2 separate regions of the Pan troglodytes genome follow, and region 1 is linked to region 2. The links are chromatin contacts, called in public capture Hi-C maps. All regions are on one chromosome and are shown on one strand. Each heading gives the region's core, a stretch centred on a gene start, on an enhancer-like site or on the middle of the called end of the contact. The rest is flanking DNA. Distances are from core to core; before and after follow the strand shown. Region 1 overlaps MIPEP (mitochondrial intermediate peptidase). Region 2 overlaps LOC107967853 (a long non-coding RNA gene).

What was found. Capture Hi-C pulls out chosen DNA fragments and counts their contacts.
Region 1: a contact with region 2 is called in a capture Hi-C map of stem cell-derived neural stem cells, with 3 times the contacts expected there. The contact joins two enhancer-like sites. A contact is called at or near these places in 6 of 7 Hi-C or Micro-C datasets (blood, induced pluripotent stem cells, a lymphoblastoid cell line and 2 more) and 1 of 1 other capture datasets (stem cell-derived neural stem cells).

The regions. Positions count from the first base shown.
Region 1 is chr14:23,060,130-23,063,044 of NHGRI_mPanTro3-v2.0_pri, reverse strand. All of the region lies in intron 7 of MIPEP (mitochondrial intermediate peptidase), which reads left to right. Among named protein-coding and RNA genes, the nearest start is that of MIPEP, 22 kb to the left of the region's middle. Within about 2 kb of position 1,569, at least 1 of the 24 cell types and tissues checked has an H3K27ac peak or open chromatin away from gene starts, as enhancers often do. A contact at or near this core is called in stem cell-derived neural stem cells, where this site is marked.
Region 2 is chr14:22,908,561-22,911,502 of NHGRI_mPanTro3-v2.0_pri, reverse strand. All of the region lies in intron 2 of LOC107967853 (a long non-coding RNA gene), which reads right to left. Among named protein-coding and RNA genes, the nearest start is that of TNFRSF19, 150 kb to the right of the region's middle. Within about 2 kb of position 1,617, at least 4 of the 24 cell types and tissues checked have an H3K27ac peak or open chromatin away from gene starts, as enhancers often do. A contact at or near this core is called in stem cell-derived neural stem cells, where this site is marked.

The DNA.
Region 1 (2,915 bases), core at 320-2,819, 150 kb before region 2:
GTGAGGTGTTACGGAAGTGTGTCGTTGGGTTTGTCATAAACTTGCCTTGTGCTATGTTGAGTTCCTTATGATTCATAATGTCTAAGAGAGAATGTTACACAATAATAATATAAATGTACATAATATGTTTTTTCAAAAGCATTTATTAACTTACAGTTGTAATTTAGGTGGTGAGTCAGGAGTAGGGTGGCCATGATGATGGAGCTGCGTGAGACTCAAGGTCTTGGCAGTGAAGTTGCAAGACTTAGTGAGGGTGAGAGGGAGGAGGAGGCATTGTGGTGGGCCCCCTGGGTTTCTGGTTGTACATCTGGTTAGACATTCCACTCACGGACAGAGGGGACACTGGGGGCAGATCACAACCTGAATCCTCGCTTGTCTTTATTCCTTCTGTGCTTATCCCTTCTCACCCTAGCATGTTCCTCTCTTCTCCAAAGTTCTCTAAATGCACTCAATCTTACTTCTTACTCTTTCGTAAACAACTGTTTCCCTTGACCTGTCAAGGCTCTCGGTTAAGCTACAGGCGTGTCACGCTCATTGCGGCCTGGGTTCCCTTGCTCGTGTCACTCTCCTACGGAGAGCAGCTTTTCTTCCTGGTCTGCCTGTTAAAATCTTACCCCATATTTTTAGTGCTCAGCTCAAAACCCACCTCTTTCATGAAGCTGGTTAAACTTTTTCACTTTCCTTGGACTCCTTTGTCCCCGAACCCTTAAAACACTTACAATTTTTTTCATATAATCGAAGCTCCTAAACAGATATAATATGTATGTTATGTATTAAATGTGTGTTTTTAGTGTATGTTTTTTCTTTTTTTGTAAGTATCAGTTTGGTGAAAAGTATGTTTTTCTGTACTCGCTGTTGTCAACAGTTTGATTATAATAGTACCATATTTTTATTTTATATTTATATAAAATAATAATATTAGAATATCATTCAGTGCTTATCCTGTTGTTATCTCATTTCCTTCCTCTGCAGCTTTGTGAGGTAGGTATTTGTATTCATGTCACAGATAAGGAATCTAAGGTTAGGTTATATTGCTAAAATGTGGCAGAACTGAAGCCTAAACACATATTCTACATTTATGGTTTTCCACAGGCTGCTTGAGACCTAATGCCCTATGTTTTATATCATCTACATCCCCCTTTTGTTTATTAATTCAGCAAATATTTACTGATTGCCCACTATATGTCAGATATTATTCTCGGTCAGGGAAATAAGTCAGTGTATAAAGCAGAAGAAAATTCCTATCCTTATGCAGTTTACATTCTTGGGAGCAAGGGAAGACAGTTAAGAACGAAATAAGTAGATAAAGTGTGTGGTATGTTATTAGTTAATACAAGCCGTGGAGAAAACTGAACAGGGAAGGGGATAAGGTATGGGGCATGTAGGCTGGTGTTGGAGTTTTAGAGAGCATTGTTGGAGGGCTCACTTAGAATGTGGAATGTGAGCGTGCTCTTGACAGACACAAGCGTGAGGCTGTGGCTCTTGAGGGGAGAAAGGTTTCACGCAGAGTCACTATCAAGTGCTAAGGTCTTGAGGCAGAAAAATGCCTGCCACGTTTGAGGAGGGCAGAGTGGCTGAAGCGCAGCGTGTGCAAGGAGAGTGGCGAGAGGTGGGAACAGACTGATAAGGGGCGGCATTAAGTAGAGACTTGATGCAAGTGCAGCAGGTCACTGTGGGGGTTGGGGCAGAGGAGTGAGATGATCTGACTCCAGTGCTAATGGTGAGTCCGTGCTGCTGTTCCTGAGAGAAGACTGCAGCAGGGCCAGGGTAGAAGAGGGCCTGTTTAGATGCTGTTTTGCAGTAACCATGATGAGAAGTGTTGGCATCTTGACCAGGTGGTAGCAGGGAAGGTGGTAAGATGTGATCAGATTCTGGATACAGAGTATTTGGAAGAGGGAGCCAACATTTTCGACCTAAGCAACTAGAAAGAGAGTGAGTTACTACTGTTAACTAAGATTGGGAGGACCGGGAACTTGGTTTGGTTCAAGTTAAGTTTGAGATACCAAATGAGGTTCAAGTGGTGAAGTTGGGTAGGCAGTTAGATGGAGTGTGGAGTTCTGAGCTTCATATGTAAGTCTGAACCTCTAAAATGAGATTCTGATACCACTAAGAGAGTGAACTTAAAGAACAAGTCCAAGGACTGCGCTCTGGGGCCTTCAAGTTTAAGAGGCCAGGCATGTGAGGAACTGCTAGTTAACGCTGCCAGATGTAACGGCCACTAAGGGAGGTGGAAAGTGATTACAGGGTGTGGTCCTGGAGGCCACGCAGAAGGTCTGTCTACAGGAGAAGGGAGAGATCAGCTGACTTATGCTGTGGCCAGGTCAGATGTGAGGAGGGCTGGGCATGACCACTGGCTGTAGCAGCGTGGAGCTCACTGGACCTGCAGCACCCAGCTCCAGATTCCGTGACTGGCAGGTCACCCTTGTGCACTAAGTGCTTGGTGTGCTGATGTATTGGCAGGGGGCTGTTGTGCACATCATCACATAAGATGTGCCCTGGGTCCTTGGGGATTTAAAGCTTAGTTGAGGAGATGGATATATGCCTATAAAAAGATAAATAATAATAGAGGTTGGCACGTTTTTGGTGTCAATGGAGTAGTACAGACAAAACAATGCCATGGGATTTAGGAGCTCGGGGCATTTGTCAGATGCATCTGTGGCTGTGGAAGGCGCCCTGAGGGAAATGAAACTGTCATGCACAGTGATGGAGTGAGTCCTCAGCAGAGCAGAAGGAAGACAGAGAGGCTGACTGAGGCTAAGGTGGGCATTCATGTGGCCAGTGAATGAGGAGGTAACTGCGGTGAGGCACTTAGTGGGGGGTTTCAAACTGAATCTTAATATGACAATTCTCTGGGGACACTAATTGAGGCAGGCCAGGTGCGGTGTCTCATTCCTGTAATCTCAGCACTTTGGGAG
Region 2 (2,942 bases), core at 368-2,867:
CCTGTGCATCATGTATCTGTCATACTTGCCTAGTTTTCTTTTTGCCAGCTCAGTTGCAGGTATGTGTTAGAAAATCAGCACAGGCCTCCAGTGTAATCTGGGCATAAAGTCATCAGTGTCCAAGGGATTGAAGGAGGGGCGGTCCCAGGAAATAATGTGTGGCCAGACGAGGTTTAAACAATTCCATCAGATATAGTTTTCATTAAAAATAATTGAAAATTATGAAAATGTTTCTGTTCGCTCCTATCACTGCTTTAAGAAGAATCCATGTCATGGTTAATTCTGTGTGTCAGCATGACTGGCCACAGGGTGCCCAGATGAAACATTTCTACGTGTGTCTGGCGAGTGTTTTGGGATGAGGCTGGCACTTGACTCAGCAGACTCAGTAAAGCAGATGGCCCTCCCTAGTGTGGGGGTGGGGGGGCGCTCATCCAATCTGTTGAAGGCCTGAATGGAACAAAAGGTGGAGGAAGGAGGAATTTACCCCATTTGCTTCCTGCCTGCCTGCTGAGCTGGGACATCCATCTTCTCCTGCCTTCAACCTGGAATCTACACCGTTGGTTCCCCTGGTTCTTGGGCCTTCAGACTCAGACTGGAGCCACACCCTCAGCTTTCCAGGTCTTCAGCTTGCAGATGGCAGAGCACAGGACTTCTCAACCTCCTTCATCACATGAGCCGGTTCCTCATAATCTCTTCCAAAATATACATCCAACTCGTTCTGCTTCTCTGGAGAACATGGACTAATACAATCCATGAAGAAATGTGGAGGGTTTTTGTAATTTACGTAGAAAAATGAATCAAACACCAAGAAAACCAAGACCAAACCAGACTCCACAAAGGAATTCTAAGCACAGCTTTACGTCTACATGAGAATGTGTTTGCCACACCTTTGACCAGTTTCTGTTGATTTCTATTCCAGTGCATTTTGTATCAATAGTTTGGAGAAAAAGCATCACACACTAGGAGGAAGCTCTCTGTGGCAGGGCCCAGATCTGTGACTCAATATAAGCCCAGTGCTAATTTATCCAGACCCAGTAGGAGGAGAGAAGCCTCAAAGGAGGCAAACATTTTGACATTTAGAGGAAATTTTTTATGGCTTTTTACACTGACTCAGCATCAAGTACAAAGTTATTTTTGCTCTTTGTTGCCAATCGTGGGAGAAGGGGCTGTTAGCTAGGAGCTTGGAGCTGGGAGCCTGCAGGAAACAGCTTCACTTAGGAAGGCTCAAACCCTGTAGAATCCTGCTGCCTGTCCTTTGAGGCCAAGCTGCTCTGATGATCTCAGTTTTGTGCTTTTTCTTAACTCTTAAAACTATTTCAAAGTTGATTTATTAAAATTTATTCTGTTTACTAAAAGGACCAAATCATGTTTGTTTCTTCAGATACTGCTCTTGAAATTCCGTTTTTAGAAATTGCTATGCATGGATGGTAGAAGGATTGATTTTTACCAACGAAACAAAAGAAAACAAAGGGATGGTGGAGTAAAAGGCCTAGTTGTTCTGGCTGTGGGCCAGCAGAAGAAATCCCAAGGGGATGAGAAGGGGACCCAACATCATAGCATGTCAGGGACAAGCTGTGACAGCCACAGAGGCCACAATGGTCGGCTGAATCTGAGCCCTTTTCCAGCAAAGTTATCCTAAGGTAAAGAAATTGAGCTTACCAGGAATGAAGCACAAGAATAAGCACTTAGCCCCAGTCCAAAGAGCTGCTACCACGTGGAGGGCAGGGCTGGAGTTGTGATGAGTGCCCTAGAGCTCTCTTAAACTCACTTCTTCCCAAGGACAATTACTGTTTTCAGACTGCACGGACATACATACATTAGATGAGTTAAATAATTTGTTACGGTTGGGAAAAAGTATGTGGACTTCTGAGAGCAAGGATCATAAATGCGCACAAAGCAAGGATTGCTGGGGAAGATTAAAGATAAGCGGTGTAAATGCTCTATGCAGCACAGTATGTTTCCAATAGTGCCCTCATTGTTTGCAGATTGTGTATGAAATAAGCCAGTTCCATACCACAGAGGACTCTTTATTGGCAAGCTTATGGCTCACTGTGCGTTCTCAAAGTACTTTATAGTTTAGGCTGGAAATTGGGAAAAAAAAAAAAAAAGCCAGAACAACATGTGATAGATAATATGATTGGCTGCACACTTCCAGACTGATGAATGATGAATGTGATGGACTATTGTATGGAGCACATCTTCAGCAAGAGGGGGAAATACTCATCATTTTTGGCCAGCAGTTATTTGATCACCAAACATCATGCCAGAATACTCAGCAAACCTTCTTAGCTCTTGAGAAGTCAAAGTCCGGGGGAATTTATTCCTGGCAATTTTAATTGGACCCCTTATGTGAGAGCAGCGGCTACCCAGCTGGGGTGGTGGAGCGAACCCGTCACTAGTGGACATGCGGTGGCAGAGCTCCTGGTAACCACCTAGAGGAATACACAGGCACATGTGTGACGCCAAGCGTGACACCTGTAGCACTCAAATTTGTCTTGTTTTTGTCTTTCGGTGTGTAGATTCTTAGTACAGTGTGTATTTGTTCAGAGGTCGAATCAATTACTGCGCATTTACTGAGCACTTTGCTGGGTGCTACAGACCCAAAGATGAATAAAACATGAATCCTACCCTTGCACTCCTAACCGTGTAGTCAGTAGGTGCTGAGGAATCAATGGAGTGTCAGAGTGATGCTGCAAAGTAGACAAGGAGTTTAAAAGGAAGCGAGACCTCAGGAAGATTTTGAGGTAAACGATAAGAGAGAATTAGAAAAGCAACTGAAAACAGGGCTCCATATACCCGTCTGAAGGATCTGCCTGCCTCCACTTTGAAGCAAGTCCATTCCTACAAGACGAGCTACCCAAGGATGCCAAAATGTAAAAAGGATTATCGGACATCTGTCCAAACCTATAGACCATACCACAGCAAGAGTAAATGTGAACCAA